2 separate regions of the Mus musculus genome follow, and region 2 is linked to region 1. The links are chromatin contacts, called in public Hi-C maps. All regions are on one chromosome and are shown on one strand. Each heading gives the region's core, a stretch centred on a gene start, on an enhancer-like site or on the middle of the called end of the contact. The rest is flanking DNA. Distances are from core to core; before and after follow the strand shown.

Region 1 (5,560 bases), core at 1,019-3,518:
TGAATTCTACATTTAGTTACCTTAACCTCTTATAATGGTGATTTTAAACAAAACATTTAAAATTTTTCTGAAAGTTTCCCAGGGAGTTTTCATGAACCAATATGGTTCCAGCACACCACGTATCTTGTCCCTATCCCCTAATGGTATTGTCACAAAATGTTCTAAATGTGAACCATTCTTCAATATTTTGATTGTGGGATCTCATGAAATGGTCCTGACCTCTGATATACTTATCCTAATAATTTCTGCCTCACATTTTTCCTCTGAACTTCAGATTCAGACCTCAAACATTTACCATATGCCAACATTCAGAAGTTTTATCATAATCTCTAACTCATTACCCTTCAAAGCAGCTCATATTTTTATGACCTTCACTTAGTCACTAAATCCTGCTGAAGATACAAGATGAATGTCTTGAATCTGCTGTTGCTTTCATTTCTCTTTCCCCTTGATGAAGATGCTATGTTAGAACCTTATAAATTCTATGGGTTTGAGCTTCTCTTCCACTGACCAGCACCATATTCTATTGACAATGTCTAGTGAGGCTGCCTATAAAATTCCTTCCTTATAACCATCACTTACTCCTCAATTTTGATTTATATGATTTAATTTTTAGAAGCAAAATGCAATTGCTTCGTAATCTGTCCAAATTCTCTCACACTCACCTCTAAGAATATGGCTTTCATAATTCTGAACTGTTGTTAATTCTCACAAATGAACTTCTTTATTGTACTTTTGCAATGGATTCCTTCCAAACTCTGGCTTTTTTTGAAACCAAACTCTTTCTGCTACTGACAAATTCATTCATTTCAGGCTCTGTCTCTTCCAAACTCTTCAAACCTCTTCCCAACTCTTTTTAATATACAAACCAGGTTATGTGAACTTCTTCCATTCTTCCAAGGTGACCTCTACATATCTGTTATTTTAATTGCTTTATCCATTTATTTCATTAATATCTGTGCGTATTTAACCTAAATAAAATCAAAAGCCAATTCTCTGTGGAGATGAAGCTATATACAAAGACACACTAAAATACTTGGTGTAAAAATGAATGAATACGCATAAACATTTTAAATAAAATTTTCCTTAGTTTTTCATAGCAAGATAGTTTAAATATAAGAGGTCCAACTCAAATCTTTCAAACTTAGAGCAGATTGCAATATATTTATTTGCATTTTCGTATGTTTGCCTTTTTATCTTAATGTTAACACTTTCTATTACTTTTTCCAATATTATTGAGAATACTATACTGTTGCTCAAAACATTTTATCTTGTGTTTGTGTTTATTCCATCAAATTCCATCTTTTACCAATTATATCATTGAACTGCTGATTCTCCTGCTTGGATAGACGATATGCAGGTTCACCACCCCCATGTGACTATATGCAGTTCTGGAGACCAAGCATATCTCCCTACTTGCTTGGCAAACACTCTACCAACTGAACCGCACTTCCAGTCCCTCCAAAAGTTTTAAATTCAGGAGTAGAGATGTGTCCAATTATATTCCGTGTCAGTGAAGAAAGCCTTAAAAATAATTTGCCTCGGTGTTACAATTGTCCCACTCATTTGTTTCCCCATTAAATAATTTAAATGGTGTAGAAGAAATCAGGAAATTAGAAAATGACATATAATAATGCATTGTGTGAAAAATAATTGACGGATACTAAAAGAATGTCATCAAAATTAGACAATGAAAAGAAGGTCCTGCAGCATTAGGAAAAAAGAAACGATGTAATGTGGGAGAAGGTAGTCCCTAAATGATGCATTCAAAGCTTTTACTCTGAGTGTCAAGGTGTTCTACACATGTCCTTCTTGCCAGGCTGTGTGAGGAGATTTCCATGCTGCCAAGTTAACATAGACTCCGGGAAAGGGAAAGTTTGGTGGACCATCCGGAAGACCTGCTACAGGATAGTGGAGCACAGCTGGTTTGAAAGCTTCATTGTTCTCATGATCCTGCTCAGCAGTGGAGCTCTGGTAAGTGAGCTGATAAGTGGACTCATAAGTCAATATCTTTACCCATACACACATACACACACACACAAAGGAAGGTAAGTATGGCAAACTTTGCTGAAGGTTAATTGGTAGGCTATCATAAACATGGTTCATTCTGATTTCTTCCTCAGCACTACTGTCACTGGTATATAAAAAGACCACTGACTTAAGATTCATTTTCGTTTTTAATAATTGTGTTGCATGTGCACGCATGTGAGGGTGCAAAAACCACCACAAGGGCCAGAAAGGGTCATCTGATTCATCAGAACTGGAGTCACCCAGTGTGAGTCACCCCCTGTGGATGCTGTGAGCCAAATCCAGGTCTTCCACAAGAGCATTATGTTCTTAACCTCTGAGTCATCGCTCCAGCCCCAAAGATATTGATCTTTGGGTGTTAATTTTGTATTCTGCCATGGTGTTGGAAATGCTTATCAACTTTGAGCATTTTGTAGTAGAGTCTGTAAGGTTAGTTTGCTATAGAGTCAAAATCACCTGCAAATCAGGGTTCTTTGACCTCTTCTTTTCCTATTTGCATAGCTTTTATTTCCTTCTTTTTGCCATATTGCTTAAGATAGTATTTCGAAAGCTGCATTTATGGGAATAAAAAAGAGTGGGCTTGTGGTCTTCCTGAGTTCTCCTATCTTTAGTGTGATGCTGACTAACAGTTTGTAAATGCATAGTACTTATTATGTTGAGGGATACTATCTCCATCCTGACTTTTACCATGAAGGCATTTTGGATTTTGTCCAAGAGGCTTTCTTTGCTTATTGAAGCATTCATGTGATTTATGTCTGAGTTGATTTATATGATGAATTACATGTATTTACTTACATAAATTGAACTAACCTGCATCTGTGGAATGAAACCAACTTGGTCATGATGAATGATTTTTTTGATATAATTTTAAATGCTATTTGAAAATAATTTACTGATAGTTTTTTAAATTTATATTTATTATGGAGAAAAACTTGTAAATTCTCTCTCTGTGCCTTTTTGGGGGTAACCCTGTATTCTTGATATACTATATGAGAACAGTCAGGGTCCTCAAGATAATGCCTTCCTTAACAAGTCAGTCTCTTACACATTAAAACTAGAGTGTGTCTTCAAAATGGAAATCAGGACCCTAATATTACCTACTATAGCTCATACTCTTAATAACTAATAAAGTCTCCTGGGTTTATCTTATTCTAAATTATATATGGCCAGTTATTTTAAAGAATATATATATTAGAAGAAGCCATTTTTTAATTAGATATTTTCTTTATATACATTTCAAATGCTATCCCGAAAGTTCCCTATACCCTCCCTCCGCCCTGCTCCCCTACCCACCCACTCCCGCTTCTTGGCCCTGGCATTCCCCTGTATTGGGCATATAAAGTTTGCAAGACCAAGGGGCCTCTCTTCCCAGTGCTGGCCGACTAGGCCATCTTCTGCTACATATGCAGCTAGAGACACGAACTCTGGGGGTACTGATTTGTTCATATTGTTTTTCCACCTATAGGGTTGCAGACTCCTTAAGCTCCTTGGGTGCTTTCTCTAGCATCTCCGTTGAGGGCCCTGTGTTCCATCTTATAGATGACTGTGAGCATCCACTTCTGTATTTGCCAGGCCCCGGCATAGCCTTACAAGAGACAGCTATAACAGGGTCCTTTCAGCAAAATCTTTCTGGCATTGTGAACATATCCCATAATCAGCCACCAAACCCAGACACTAAAGAATATATTTAAAAGGTTAAAGTTTTAAATAAACTTTTGCTCAAAATGTCCAAAAAAGGAGACTGATGTTTTGGAGGAAGCCATATCAACTGAATTAAAAGAATCACACGAAGAAGAAAGGAAACAGCTTTGCAACTATTGGTAGTTTTGCTCAAGGAGTTTTCCTAGTATGATAATGAAGATTTTGAAATTCCTGTCTGTTAAATAAATGCAAATAATAGCTATAATGTAGAAAAATACCATATTTTATAATTTCAATATACATTTCTTTCATAAAATTCCCAAAAACATTCTGAGAAAATATAAAATTTTATCATTTAACAAACAAGAACACTGAGTACAGAGTTTAAAATGTTTCCACATATCTCAATTATAGTAAATGTCAACGTTATAATTTCAAAGCCCCTTCTATAACCCAGACATAGGAGAGCACACCAAAAAGGAAAGGAGAAACAAACAGTACCTGAAATGGGGAGCAGTGAAACCTAAACCCCAACTCTCCCCTTGCCTTTATGTTTCAACATCCACAAAGTTCACCCTGCAAATAGAGACCCTGCATCTGAGTCTGCTGACTGGTCCAATCACAGTGAGGTCTTCTGAATGGAGCATCTTATCTCATCACCAAGACTCAATACTCCTCTCTCTGAACCTGTACCCCAATTCTAAGAGCAGAATTCTTCTTTGACACCAAATCCCTTTCTTGCCATGTTTTGGAGTTACTGATTCTGCTTGGATGGTTTTCATAACTCCTCTAGAACTTGGAGAAAGGCACAGGAAAGTCTTGAGAGCTAGACTCCTTCCCTACCACATGCCATCCCCACCTCCACCCTGCTTACTTTCAGAAGGTCCACAAGGTTGTGCATCTTAGAGGGTCTGCACATTCTTTCTAACCTAAATTCTTGTTTTGCATCAGTATTGCTGTCAACCATGGTAAGAAATGTGCTAATGATGGTTTTTAAAGTATTGACACAGATTTGGCAGTGACGGGGGATAAGAACTGATTAAGTCCATAACCACGGACAGGAAATACGATGTTAATCACTAAAGCTATGTTATTTAGCTCTCATTTCTTCCACCAAGGTGATTAGTGCTTCCATATGAAAGATAAAACCTCATGTAATTCAGACCTATTTTGATCAGCGGCCATTTACAATACCCCCATTACTTCAACTCTCTAAATGTATTTGAATTATTTTCCAAAGAGCTTCAGGCTGTGGGTATCCTATCTTACCCTTGTCATTTTCTTAAAAGTTTTTGAAGAGGATAAATCCTACTAGCATGGAGTAAGAGCCAAAGGAGGTTCCTAACCTAATTGGTGGGTGTGAATTAGAGTGTAGTATTACAAAGGTTTACAAGAGGGCCTGACCCAGGAATAAAGTCTGAAAAGGATCAGGACCCTTTCCGTTTGAAAGGAGAAAAGAACAGGCAGGTGATGTGAAAAAAAAAGTGAGAGAGGGAAAGAAAGGAGAGAGAGAGAGAGAGAGAGAGAGAGAGAGAGAGAGAGAGAGAGAGAGACCTTAGGCTTTAGAAACCATGATTCTTTCAGAAGACTGTACGTAATTCCATTCCTCTGCTTCTCTGTGACAATGGAAAAGGATGTTAGAAGTAAATTTTATGCAGGAGCTGCAAACCAGAGGAAGGCTAGCCAAGTTGTTTTCACACCATTATTTTATGTGATGTCTCTATCAGAATTGTAATTTCTTCTTCTCCAGTGAAATATAAATTTAACATTACGCATAAGCTGAAATGTGAATGTTTCCACAGGCTTTTGAGGATATATATATTGAAAAGAAAAAGACCATTAAGATTATCCTGGAGTATGCTGACAAGATATTCACCTACATCTTCATTCT
Region 2 (5,560 bases), core at 1,623-4,122, 130 kb before region 1:
GCAACAAAACAATAATTGTTGTTTATTTTTTCACTTCCACAAAAGCAACTTTCTACCTCATCTGTCCTCCTTAAATAATAATATTGACAGTCTTGTATACAACCTATTGTTACAGTAATTGTCTAGCATTTGTATTTTATTTTTAATAGTACTGTTATTTCTATATTAAAACAATATTATCACAAAAGTACACTTACTTTCTAATTTTTCATGTGTGTGCATGATAGATACTAATTTATACACATAGACACCTCACATTTTTCTAACAGAATCACAGATGAGCGGATTTTAAAATTCTTAGTAACTTAGTGGTCACTAGCTGATCAACCAGGTGTACTCTGCCTTTCATAATTCAAACTTAACCCAAACTTTGTCTAAGGTATTCTCCACAATGTCTGCATGGGATGCCACTCTGAGTGTCAAATAATCAGTGTACACTGTTATACTCAAAAGAATATTCAAGGAGATGGTCTTCATGTTTAAACAGACAAAAATCATATGGCTGACAAAAATGTAAGAATCACATAATATAGGTTAATAGTAACATATTACAGGATAGTTGAGAAACAGAAAATGGTAAATTAAATAAAGAGTTGAAAAATGAAAAGAATTAAGAAAAAATAATGAATTATGTTCACCATGCCTTTATGAAAAATCATCAAAAATATTTCATCAAATTCCTTAGACAAACAAAAGAATATTTTGTCTTTAGCAAACTCTTAGAGAGCTGATGTGCCCTGGGAAGAGTGTGCTGTTAATGGATGCTTTAAACAGAAAAGTGAGAAAGAAATAGGCAATCCAGTTGACATGGTCATACTTTAGTTGTAAGGAAAAGGCATAAATACATGAAAGAATGAATTGATAATTTATACCTTGTTTATAATAAGCTTTTCTACTATGAAAAAGCCAGTGTTTGTTAGAAAATATGATTAGACAAACCCACAACCTGAATGAAATAGTTCCAAAACACATAAGGGAACATTAGCTGCAATGTACCAAGAACTCTTAGAATACAAGAACACATTAACCTGATTTAAGAACATGTCAGAGAACTTTGCTGACACCACACTGCACCATGGTTGTGGAGATGCAGATCATACCACTGTTGTCAACAGCATAACTGAGATACAACCTCACATCTCTTCTAACTGCTGAAATCTGAAACACTGACACATACAACACCAGCAGAGATGTTGGCAGGAACTCTCAGCCATGCCTGGTGAGGGGAAAAAAAAAAAAAAAAAAAAGACATGGACTCATTGGAATAGTTTGCCATTTTCTTGCATATTTAATCTCTCTTATGATACAATTTAATGGTAGTATTCTTGGTATTTACTGAAAGGAATTGAAATGTTATGTCTACAAACATACACACACACACACATTTATAGATGCTTTACTCAAATTCCCCAATACTGGAAAGTAATGAAGAAATGAAATAATCAGCTATGGTAGATCCAGACTATGGAATTAAAGATGTTGGTAATAAAAGGATTCTTTGCATACCTGGGAACAAGAAACTATGTGTCCTCTCAGTGATGCTGAGAACCTAAAATTGCTCTACAGTTAGAATTGTTTAAAAAAAATGGTACATTATGTTTTTTATTGAACTCTTCCTACATCTGAAATCATCCAGGTAAAAGGTGACTACTTTTCTAGCACACAGTTCTAAGAATTACTGTCAAATGATTTTTCCAGAGAGCTATCTCCAAAATTAAAGTTTTTTATTATTATTATTTATTTTATGTGTCTGAGTACACTGTAGCTTTCTTCAGACACACACCAGAAGAGGGCATCAGATCCCATTAGAGATGGTTGTGAGCCACCATGTGGTTTCTGGGAATTGAACTCAGGACCTCTGGAAGAGCAGTCACTGCTCTTAACCACTGAGCTATCTCTCCAGCCCCCAAAATTAAAGTGTTTGTACACACTTTGTAGCACATTTTTGCCTTTCAAGGGTGTAGTATTAAAGTCCCTCTTTCCTCCAGCACAGCAGGCCATATAGATGTGGTGCTTCAAACTGTGGATATTGAACTTAAGCTTCACTTCCCCGGGGTGGGGGTGGGGGTGGAGCGATTGGCACAGTATTGCAGAAAAAGCCTTGCCCATCAAGCTGATCTGACCTGCCCTGAACTTTCTGAAAGCTGGGTCATGAAGTCCATCCACCAAGTCTCAGAATCTGCCATCCTCCAATGTCTTCTTTCCGCAGATTGTTGTTGTGTTTCTGCCATTGCTTCCCCTGCCAAGTTTCTGCACAACACAACACACACACACACACACACACACACACACACACACACACACACACACACACACCAAGAACAATTTCTTTCCACAGTCCCTGAACTAATCTCTGAAATTCACCATCCCTGGGGTTGATTGCATATCCTGGTGAGCGGTCCTAAGTCTAGGAAAATCTAAACCAAGTCTTCCTCCCCACCTAGACCAGCCTCTACAGCCTAGTCAAACTTCAAAAAGAAATATGCATTCTTTGCCTATCTAGAAGACTGCACACTCACTTATAAAAACAAAAACAACAAACAAACAAACAAAACAGGAAAAGGACACAGCCTAAAAATCGGTTCTGAGCATTCACTACCCAGCTCTACCAAGGGCAAACCCCAAAGGAGGGAACAGTGTTCTGCAGGCAGGGAGGCACCTGGAGGACAATGCTTTGTACATTCTCCCCAAGCTCCAACCCTTTGTCATTCTTCTCTGCCTTGCAGTTTTTCTCCGACTCAGCCTTCAAGCCACATAAAGTGGCTTCTCGGAAACATTAGCACTGAACTGGAGGGAAGGAAGGAGCTAGAGGGAGGTGGGGCGAGGTGATGGAAGGGCCTTTTTAGCTGCCCGCCACACTGGCGCACACTCGCACACACCCCACCCAGAGAGGTGGCCGCGGGTGAGAGGCTGTGCGACCCACCTCCTGTCCCTTCTTCTAGCACGGAGTATAGAGGCTGCCGCATCCCTAGCATCACCACGCCCAATCGCCAGGTCTCCGCCCTGCACCGTCTACCGGGCTGGGAGGAGGGAGCTAGGGGTGGGGACCCGAGAGCTCAGGGAGCATCGAGGAGGCCTAGCGACGCGGTTGGCAGCCGAGGGCGGGGTCGCTTCATCCTGAGCAGACTAGAAACAGACAGACTCCGTGCAGGCCTAGCCTGCGCTCCAATTGCGACTCTAGCCTTTTCAATCCTGCCCACTGTGCAGGCTGGTCTGGTCTAGCCTGGGTATCCCGGACTCCTAGTAGCAGGCACTGTGAGCAACAGGATTTCAAAGAAAGAAGCAGAGGGAAGAAAGAAGCCTGGGAAGAGAGGAAGACTTCCCTTGGATCAGAATCCGCAGGTGCACTCACCGGGTGGGCATGATCCGTGGGGCCAGGTCAGTGAAAGTCTTTTTTTTTTTTTTTTTTTTTTTTTTTTCCCAACCTCTTGCTACTCCCGCGAGTGTGGAAGAAAGAGGACCTAAGGTCCCTTTGCTCCCTTCAACTGCCACACCCACCTGTGTCCGTTTTTCACAAACTCGAATTTAGCCACCAAGGATTGCACCACCAGGAATTTAAAGGGGCTGAAAGAGGTGGGGATTGGGGGCGGGGAAGGTGGGGTCAGCAGAGAATGAAATCCAACTATTTCAACCGGAAAGCTACGCTCCCAACCCCCCCCCCCCCAAAAAATCACACTCTTGCGGCTCCTACGGGTTCAACAATATACACAAAGGTAGAGATGCTTAACAGTCTGTTATTTCTTTTCCGTCTACTCCAGTGGAGTTGTTACATGGGTCTCAGGACCAGGGCCAGCTTATGCTTCTTGACTAGCTAATAAAAAGGCATGTGCTTTAGAGCGAGTGTCTGCAAAGATAAACACGCAGACACAGCATTGCTGACTTACCTAGGAAAGATCAGAAAATCTACACACCCCAGAGAAGCATTAACAGGCAAATAAAGAACCAGCCCGTTTCTTAACAGTTTGTTTGTTTGTTTGTTTGTTTGTTTTTCAGGTCAATGAGCACTTTATAATGAAAATTAAAAGTTTTAGTTCATTTTAATTTGGTATATAGTACAACTGAATATCATGAACTCTCGAAGGGTGAATTTTTTTTCTTTGCATGTGTGTGTGTGTGTATGTATGTGTGTGTGTGTGTGTGTGTGTTCCAAACAAGATTAATCAATCAACCAACCAACCAAATAAACTAAAGCCAGTTTTTTAAATCATAGCAAAAAGTTTTACAAGGCTTTCTTTTCTTTTTCTTTTTCTTTTTTTAAGTTTTAGAGTCAACAGTAAATTACTTTAATCCAACAGCAATTTTGCCAGAACCAAATTTGGGGCATTTTTTTTCCCTCAAAGAAAACTTATAAAAGATAAAGACCAAATTAATATATGCTTTTACACAAATGATGGGATTTTTGGTTGCCGACTGTGAGTCGCTGTTGGGGGCAGAGTCATTTCTGCCTAGAAACATTTTTTTTTTTTTTTCCTAGCTCCGTTCCCTGTACACAGGTGAAAGAGACATCCTTTCTTTCTGTTTTTGCCATTTTCACGTATTTAAGTTGGAGTTTTAATTCTTACAATTTAAGATAAATGGAATTTCTTTCATTTAAAAGCTACTTCTATCAGATTTCTATGTATCATATTACCATGTTTGTTAGACTAACTCATTCATTAGCAGATGCCAGGCAAAATATGGCGTTTGATGTAATGGAACATAGACGAACTGTTTAGACCACTGATGCCAATTTTGTTCACGGTAACTTTTTAAAAGCAACTACAGTTGTTTAAAGGAGGGTTCACTTTTAGAAGTAAACCATTATGTGCTCGGTACACAGAAGCTTGGGTGTGCATAAAGTGTGCCTGGAGTTCTGTGATGCAGAACTAGGCTTTCAGTGTACCTGATGCTGCTAAGGAGAGAGCTGAGTCAGGTTTGGATGTCTGCCAAAAGCATCCAGCGCCTCTAGCTCCCCCCGCCCCCCACCCCCACCCCCACCCCCAGGGGAGCCGCAGGTAATCATGGGAGCCCTCCAACTGTAATGCTTCTGTGTGTGTGGGTTTTTTTTTTTTTTTTTTTTTTTTTTTTGCTACTTGTTGCTGGGGTGATTTGACTGCAAAGAAATTAAGAGAAGGCAGCAGTGCCGTTTATTCACATTATTTAATATTCTCGACTCTCTTTGTCCACGGCAAGGGAAAATCATTTGGTTCATTTGCATAGACAATAAAAGCGCTGAATTATGTTTGCACATCACACGGTGGCCAAGTGTGAGAAGGATGTGCATCTGTGTGGTATTTTTTTCTAAAATTTATCATGACTTTTCTAAAGGAGCTAAAGCTTATTAGTTGTAAATGGACCCGTGCAGATGCCCCCGTGCTAATAATATTTGCTTTTGCCTAAGAGATTTCTAATTTTTTCCCCAATGTTTATAATCAGAATGTGTGATTCACATTTTTGATTCTTTGTGCTCCCCTCATGACCTCATGTCCTTCTGCCCACCTCTAGAAAGATCTTCCAGTCTTCTCTCCCACATGCATCTCATCCACCAGAATTTCTATCTACACAGCCACCAAGTTGATTC

The links. Hi-C and Micro-C count contacts between places; a contact is called where the count stands out from the background.
Region 2: a Hi-C map of olfactory sensory neurons shows a contact between it and region 1, with 3 times the contacts expected there. The contact joins the promoter of Scn9a here to the enhancer-like site in region 1. A contact is called at or near these places in 9 of 39 promoter capture datasets (the 3T3-L1 cell line, 3T3-L1-derived adipocytes, the HPC-7 cell line and 4 more), 14 of 484 Hi-C or Micro-C datasets (the AtT-20 cell line, the HPC-7 cell line, embryonic stem cells and 8 more) and 2 of 115 datasets of contacts at active chromatin or transcription factors (forebrain and stem cell-derived neural progenitor cells).

Annotation. Positions count from the first base shown.
Region 1 is chr2:66,504,934-66,510,493 of GRCm38.p6, reverse strand. It overlaps Scn9a (sodium channel, voltage-gated, type IX, alpha), which reads left to right. Exons shown (of 27, transcript NM_001290674.1): 19 at 1,820-1,974; 20 at 5,472-5,560. All of the region lies in intron 2 of Gm13629 (predicted gene 13629), which reads right to left. Among named protein-coding and RNA genes, the nearest start is that of Gm13629, 67 kb to the right of the region's middle. Within about 2 kb of position 2,268, at least 28 of the 459 cell types and tissues checked have an H3K27ac peak or open chromatin away from gene starts, as enhancers often do.
Region 2 is chr2:66,632,274-66,637,833 of GRCm38.p6, reverse strand. It overlaps Scn9a (sodium channel, voltage-gated, type IX, alpha), which reads left to right and starts at 2,872. Exons shown (of 27, transcript NM_001290674.1): 1 at 2,872-3,378. Gm35265 (a long non-coding RNA gene) reads right to left here and starts at 4,070. Exons shown (of 7, transcript XR_374598.4): 1 at 3,353-4,070.